2 separate regions of the Felis catus genome follow, and region 1 is linked to region 2. The links are chromatin contacts, called in public Hi-C maps. All regions are on one chromosome and are shown on one strand. The core of a region is the stretch at or near the end of the contact, and the rest is flanking DNA. Distances in the headings are between cores, read along the strand shown.

Region 1 (3,371 bases), core at 152-2,651, 290 kb after region 2:
TGATCTCGTGGTTTGTGAGTTCGAGCCCCACGTCGGGCTCTGTGCTGACAGCTTGGAGCCTGGAGCCTGCTTCAGATTCTGTGTCTCCCTCTCTCTCTGCCCCTCCCCCACTCACATGCTTTCTCTCTCAAAAATAAACATTAAAAAAAAATTTTTTTTTTAATGAAAATAAATAAAAGAAAAGAAAACAGGGTGAGGTAAAACGCAGTCCTTTGCATCTGGCTTCTCTCACTGAGCCTCATGCTCCCGAGGTCCAACCACGGGGCAGCACGTGCCAGAGCTCTGTCCCTTTTTACTCCCGGGCACTACTCCGCCACCTGCAAGGACTGCATTTTGTTTATTCGTCCACCAGGTGACGGGTCGTCTTACTCTTTTTACCAGCTGCCTGGCACCCCCTCGATGGGGGTGTTGAACTTAGCGGTCCTCTTCCCCTCTAGGAGGTCTGCGGATTGTTTCTAACATGCCGCCATTACAAAAAGTGGAATGGTGCGAGGAACCTTTCAGCCTATGGAAGTTCACATTCCGCCTACACACGGGTGGGCGAACTTTGCTCTAGTGTTTACTTTTCCTCAATGAACACGGAAATCTCCCCTAACCACTCTGTCTGCCTGATAAGCCCCCCAGGTGGTCACTTACTCCTCGTCGGTCTGCACACAGTTATCGAGTTCGATCACGTGGCTCCCGATGAACCAGACCAAATTGGAGAAGTAAGGAACAGCAGTTTTATCTCGGATATAGTGCAGCATGGCCTGGTTATCCACTGAGAAAATTCACAAAAGAACAAGAAAAAAAAGTCAAGCCACCAAAAATAACTTAGGGCGATTTGAAAAAAAAAAAGAAAAGAAAAGAAAAGAAAAGAAAACCACAATGAAAAAGCTCTCTGCTATCATCTGAACCTTTTCTGTCTTTCCTGGGAATACTTGAAAATGGTTAGCTTATTCATTCATGAAATCACACTCATCAAGGCAGTTCTTATGCTATTTTTATAATTAATACAATTAACTGGGCTAAACCTCAATAGTGCAATTAGAAAGCCTACTTTCTCAGCAATGCATTTAGCTTGGCTACAATGAAACTATGCCATTCTCAGGCAAGTTTCCTGTGTTAACATGTAAGGATAAGTTAAGAAAGCAGAAAACCAGAGGTTAATAACTTACATGACACTGGAATAAGGAACACGGGAATCGTCATTGAAGGAAAGGCAAAAAACAGACAACAGTTAACAGGGTTAAGAACTGGGATGGTGAGACAGTTGTTCAGAGAACAGAGAGCTGGGCAGAAGGTGTCTAAAGACACAGGCTGGAAGAGAACAAGAGAGGAGAGAGAGCAGGGGGCCGCAGAACCGGGGCTTGGACCAGGGCGCAAACTCAGAAGCCTGCTGGGTGGGCCGGGGACTCAGTGAGTGAGGCTGGGAGGCCCAGTGTGTGAACCGGGGAGCCCGGTTCACCGGCACCGCAGCTGCTCTGCGGGACTGTGGGCCCAGAAGGGCCAAATCTCTTGCAAGTCAGAAATGCAGATAGTTACCTGAGATCTCCCAATGTTTAAATACGGGCAACTATACATCTTGTCAAGGAATACCTTAGCCAATCGAAACATGTCTGAGGGCTGGATCTGGCTCTCGGGCCCTCAGTTTGCGACCCTGGGTGGGCCCCCACTGGATTCTTAAAGACACTCTCCAATTTAGTGCGATCCCAGAACTAGGCTGGAGTGAGTCCCTCAGGACCTTTCCCCACCCCAGTAAGGGTCATCTCAAGTAATAACGTCATGACTCATGCTCGTGAAGGTCAAAGCCCTTTATTCTTTGAGAAAATGGGAGCTCCAGCTCCAGTGTGGTGACTACCGGGGAAATAACCCCCGGGTCGCGCAGAGAAGGCGTGCCCTCCCCGGGCGGTGCCAGGCCAGGAAACTTGAGTCCAGCCGGCCTTTATGCCAATGCGGGCAGGAACCCGCGGAAGGGCCTCCTCTGGAGGGGATGTTGTGGGCATTAAGCACATCTTGAAGAGAGGAGAATTTGTTGGGCTTTGCAGTCAGTTGAGAATACGATATTGCCCCCTGCTGTCGGTGACACAAAATGAAGCACAAAATGCTTCATTTAAATGTTATTTCAAGATAACATAGCCCCAGGGCCGTATGGAAATCTTACTGCAGGAGACACAAAAATGTAAATATAACGTTTAAGAGGCAGCTTTGCCTTTTCTAGTTATCACATGGCAGCTGGAGTCCCACCTGTTCCTTTCTTAGGACATCACTAGTACTGTGCATCTGGTCTAAGACTTCAGCATGCAGAACTGAGTATGCACCAAGAGAGTGGCACAAAATTCACCCAAGGGGCCAGTTAAATGTCCCACGATTACGAGCCTTGCATGACACATGCAACCCGAGCCGTAATAACGGAGCTCCCCGTGCCACCAGAGGATTTTAAATGCAGACTCATGGGAGCAAGCCCCAGTCAGAAGTCAAACAAGGCGTGAGCTCCTAAGAAGGCCTACCTTTGTAGACATTCAAAGTTATGGTTCTTACAGCAATTCTAACCATGCTTTCGGGGTGGTTGAAAAATTTGATGGCTTCTGTGTACAGGGCAAAGTCGTTAGTGTGCTGAAACAAAAAAGTACCAGAGATGGGTTATGAGCCCGTAGGGCAGGCCTGCCCCCACCCAGCTTTCTGAAGCCTATCAGACTCCCATGAACCTTAGGCCAGGGGTTCACCCCCGGTGGGGAATGTGGGAAGGGACGGGGAGGTGAGACCATCCCAGAACATTAAAAAAAAAAGCAGGGGGTGGGGGGATGGGGGGGAGTCCAACAATGCCAGACCGGGGCCTGTGACCTGTTCTACCAGTTCTCAGCTGGGTGCTGTAACAGTTCTGAGCCTCTGTTTCCCCGTCTCTAACACGGAGAAAGTAATTCCCACGTCCCGGCCGCTGGATTTCAACGTGAGGATTTCACGAGCAGAGCCCGCCATGGGACCTCCTCAACAAGCACTCAGCCATAATGCTAGCTCCTACCATCAGATGCCACTTCCACGAATAAAAGGCAAGCGTGAGGTTTTCCTCACATTCGGAATCTCTTCTGGCTGTTACATATTTCTCTGTCTAGAAATACTAGAAGTACACACGTTCGCAAGGAGCAAGAGGGTCTCGGGAATCAGCGGGCATGAGAAAGGGGTCATGGGAAGGGATCAAAACCGTCCAGAAGCCTGGAACTCCGCTGCGGGAGCCTTAAGAAAAGCAGGATGGGGCGCCTGGGTGGCGCAGTCGGTTAAGCGTCCGACTTCAGCCAGGTCACGAGTTCGCGGTCTGTGAGTTCGAGCCCCGCGTCGGGCTCTGGGCTGATGGCTCAGAGCCTGGAGCCTGTTTCCGATTCTGTGTCTCCCTC
Region 2 (3,686 bases), core at 425-2,924:
GCAAAAACTGGAACCAGACAAATGTCCTTCAATAAACAAGTAAACAAACCAGGATACATCTATACGAGGGAGTGTTATTCGACGATCAAAAGAAATGAGCAAGCAAGTTACAAAAACCCACGGAGGAACCTTAGATGCGTTTTGCTAAGTGAACGAAGCCGGTCTGAAAGTACGACATACTGTAGGATTCCAACTAACTGGGACATTATGGAGAAGGCAAACTATGGAGACGGTAGAAAGATCCGTGGTTGCCAGGGGTTAAGGGAAGAGGAAGGGTCAGAAGGTGGGACAGAGGTTTTTCCGGGTGGTGAAACTATTCCGTATGATACCATCATGGTAGACAAGTGATATTATGCCTTTGTAAAACTTGCAGAACTGCCTACCACAAAGAGAGACCCCTACTGTCAACTACAGACTTTAGTTAGTAATATCATTGTGGGTCATCAAAGAGTCGCATGTGCTACTGACGGAGCCAGCTAGGAACCCCCAAAACAGTCCATTTTTTAAAAGATACAGAATATAATTTATTAGTGGTAGATGATCCATAGTCCAACAAAACTCTACAGCAACGTACGGATATCATGTGACTCCCTTGATATTTACAATCTCAGAAAAATAAGGCATGGTAAGTAGCAGAGAGCAGAAACCCACACTGAATTTGATCGTGAGAAAGTCATTCCATCCAGAAAACGTAAGAACTCTAAAATCATCATGCTGTGCACCTTACACTTCTACAATGCTGTATGTCAATTATATCTCAATAAAACTGAGAATGGAGGGGGGGGGCGGGGGAAGCTTCCACACCAGAAGGTCGCTCCCTTACGGTGTCTCACTAAAAGTTATGATGCAGAAGTTTAGTTAATGCCTAAAAGTCATTCTCAATCTTGATTTTAGTTTCAACAAGAAACTTTGCGAGTGTTTCAACATCTCCAAGTGAGGAAGAATGACAGGTGTTACCATCCGTATCTCCAAGGAATGTACCTTACATGGTTCAGAGACAAGAACCGTCTACTGTCTCTGAGAGGCTGCTGGTGTCCACAGCAGGAAAACGCTGTCTGACTTGCAAACTGGATATGGAAGTTGTCGATGGGAGAAGAGGCGGGCCAAGAGGTCATTCCCATTTCCGGAAGTCTGTTTCCCTGCCCACAGCCACAATTAAATCACCACCGGCAAGGAGTGACATTCAGATTCTGCATCGTAAAAACAGGGTCACAGCAGCAACAGAAAAAGTTATCAGCGCTCGTAAAATGTGGAAAATGTAACATGAGATTTCTGCGGGCTTTAAAGGGAATTAGCACACGCAAACCAAAAGGGAACAAAAGCAAAAAAAACAAAAACAGAGCACACATCTGCTTTTAATCTGCAAACAGTCGTCAAAGCAAGGAGCACGAGGGCCGAGTTAAGTGGAGTGTCCCAGCGTTTAGAAATCCTACCTCCGGAGTCCTTGGTCAACCGAAGCTAAGCTCTTTGAGAAACTTTTAAGAAACAGACATAGGACGGTACCCGTGAAATCCACATGGTGTCGGAACTTAAATTGTTTCAGGATTTCTGCTGTTTTTAGCAGTGGTTCCAATGTCATCTAAGGAATATTCCTGTGTAAATCCTCCACTTCCAGTTCCCACATGCTTTCATGGATGGGGTTGTCGGAAAGATCGGTCATCTTCACGGCCTGAAGGCAGGGCTCAGGGCTGCACGCCTGGACCACTCCCATCACCATCACATACTTTCCTGGAAGAAGAAAAGCCCATGGTGATGTTTACACTGATAAAAAAACAAACGCAAAACGCAAAACGGAGACCCCGTCCTTCAGAGAGCTTAATTTTATCAGAAAAGCAAATTAGAGACAAAAAAGGTGGGGGGGGAGAGTAGAAATCAAAATGCCAAGGCAGTCAGTGATCCATCGATCTAATATACACATAGACAATAGATGTATATCTATTTACATATATATACATACATAGACAGTAAGTTCAACATTTAACGTGGACGATGACACCTGTATCTTCTTTGGCTCCTGGGTTAAAAATGTTGTAACAAAATTCAAGCGAGCTACCATCACGCGCAAAAACAAGTACGCCCAAAGGATGGAAGAGACTCCCATCCCAGGATGTTCTGAGGCAGGGGCAACCCTCCCCTCCCCCTCCCAGCTTTTCTCTTATGTCTGTTTCTTGCCCAAACGCTACAGGGTATGTGGCTGGTCTCCGTGCACAGGGCCAGTCCAGTCCTCTTTCTGCAAAGACACCGCCCCGACAGCCACAAAGTAAATCCAACGGTCCGATGATGCCAGAAGAGCTCAGCCGGCCGCAGTACCCTTCCGTGCCACCCTGTTGTTCCAACTGCCCAGGACCAATCCCTGCCACCGGCTGGGCACATCCCAGCAAATCAACAAGAGAGCAAATGAACAAGAGAGTGGGTCACCATCAGGACTATCTAATGACATATGAACCACAACTCTTCCCATTCCCTTGGGGGAAGTGGCTCTCCTTGAAAGCAAAACTTGGCCAGTCCGAACCACACACAACTCAATTGTGTAAAAAACCCCAAACACAGCAGGAAGGGCAGGCTCTCTGCCAGCCCCCAATGCGTGCCCCTGCGAGGCTGCTTTGATTGCAGGGCTTCTGACTTTGCAGGCAGGCCCCAGGGCTCTGGCTGAAGGAAGCCCGGCAAGCAGACGCCTGCCTCTCTGGGTTTCTACCCCTTGCACGATGGGTTTAGGTTTCTCTGAACCCACCTCCAGATGCCACCGGAGCGAGCCATGTGGGGATCCTCGGTGACAGGGGCCAGTTCTAAAACTACACTTTGCCGATACCCTCTGAATAATTCTAACGCGCTGGGAGTCACAGAACCCTCAGAAAAAGAATGACTGAAGACCCGAGGCAAGACGACCATGCCCAAGCTGATCCCCACCAGGGGAGGTTAAGAGGAAATCTACACGAAGAAACACACAAGTGGATGAGCTCACTGGTGCGAGCCCTCTCCCTGAGTTGAGACAATCCGGTTCGTGGTGTTCATTCTACCCACACCCCCCTCCTCTCCCCTTCCAGCGGCGTCTCTCCACGGTCTCCTTACTCCTTCGCCACCATGCCCACCCCATTAGGCCTTCATCCTCCGCCCTGGACCCCTTCAATGGCTTCTACTCCAGACTCTCTCCAGCCACTTCCTCTTCACAACCACCCCCACCCTGCTGGTGCCAAGACTGTTTTTCTCAAACAAAGCTCCAGCCTCCACACACTTCCATTTCTTATACTTGTCACATGTCGTGAAACCTTCTGATTGTTTTCCCGTTTGAAAATGCTAAAAAAAAAAAAAAAAAAAAAAAAAAAAAAGAAAGCCCAAACATTTTCAGCTCACAGCCCTCTGAAGAGGCAGCAGCCTGTAGTTTGCTGACCCTGTGCTAGAGTAATGGTACAGCGAGGAAGGCAGAACGAGTCTGAAGGATGGGGCAAGGTCAGGTGAGGGGAGAAGGGAAAAGGAGCACTTCACAGTAACAATAATCCCAGTAGTCAGGCCTACTGGTTCTCAGGAGTGTGGCCCCAAGGCCATCCATATCGGCAACACCTGGGAGCTAGCTAGAAGTGCAAATTCTCAGTCGCGGGGGCGGGGGGGGGGGGGGGGGGGGTTCTGTCGGTTAAGGTTAAGCATCTGACTCAGGCTCAGGTCCGAATCTGTTCTGAGTTCGAGCCCCG

Evidence for each region. A called contact is a pair of places that touch in the nucleus more often than the background predicts.
Region 1: a Hi-C map of fibroblasts shows a contact between it and region 2, with 4 times the contacts expected there. The contact joins two enhancer-like sites. A contact is called at or near these places in 2 of 3 Hi-C or Micro-C datasets (fibroblasts and skin fibroblasts).

What each region holds. Positions count from the first base shown.
Region 1 is chrE3:32,154,245-32,157,615 of F.catus_Fca126_mat1.0, forward strand. It overlaps CLEC16A (protein CLEC16A), which reads right to left. Exons shown (of 23, transcript XM_045047505.1): 5 at 2,490-2,595; 6 at 1,158-1,163; 7 at 637-760. Among named protein-coding and RNA genes, the nearest start is that of CLEC16A, 27 kb to the right of the region's middle. Within about 2 kb of position 1,402, at least 1 of the 10 cell types and tissues checked has an H3K27ac peak or open chromatin away from gene starts, as enhancers often do.
Region 2 is chrE3:31,867,612-31,871,297 of F.catus_Fca126_mat1.0, forward strand. RMI2 (recQ-mediated genome instability protein 2) reads right to left here. Exons shown (of 2, transcript XM_023246716.2): 2 at 500-1,728. The coding sequence ends at 1,580. Among named protein-coding and RNA genes, the nearest start is that of RMI2, 3.2 kb to the right of the region's middle. Within about 2 kb of position 1,675, at least 1 of the 10 cell types and tissues checked has an H3K27ac peak or open chromatin away from gene starts, as enhancers often do.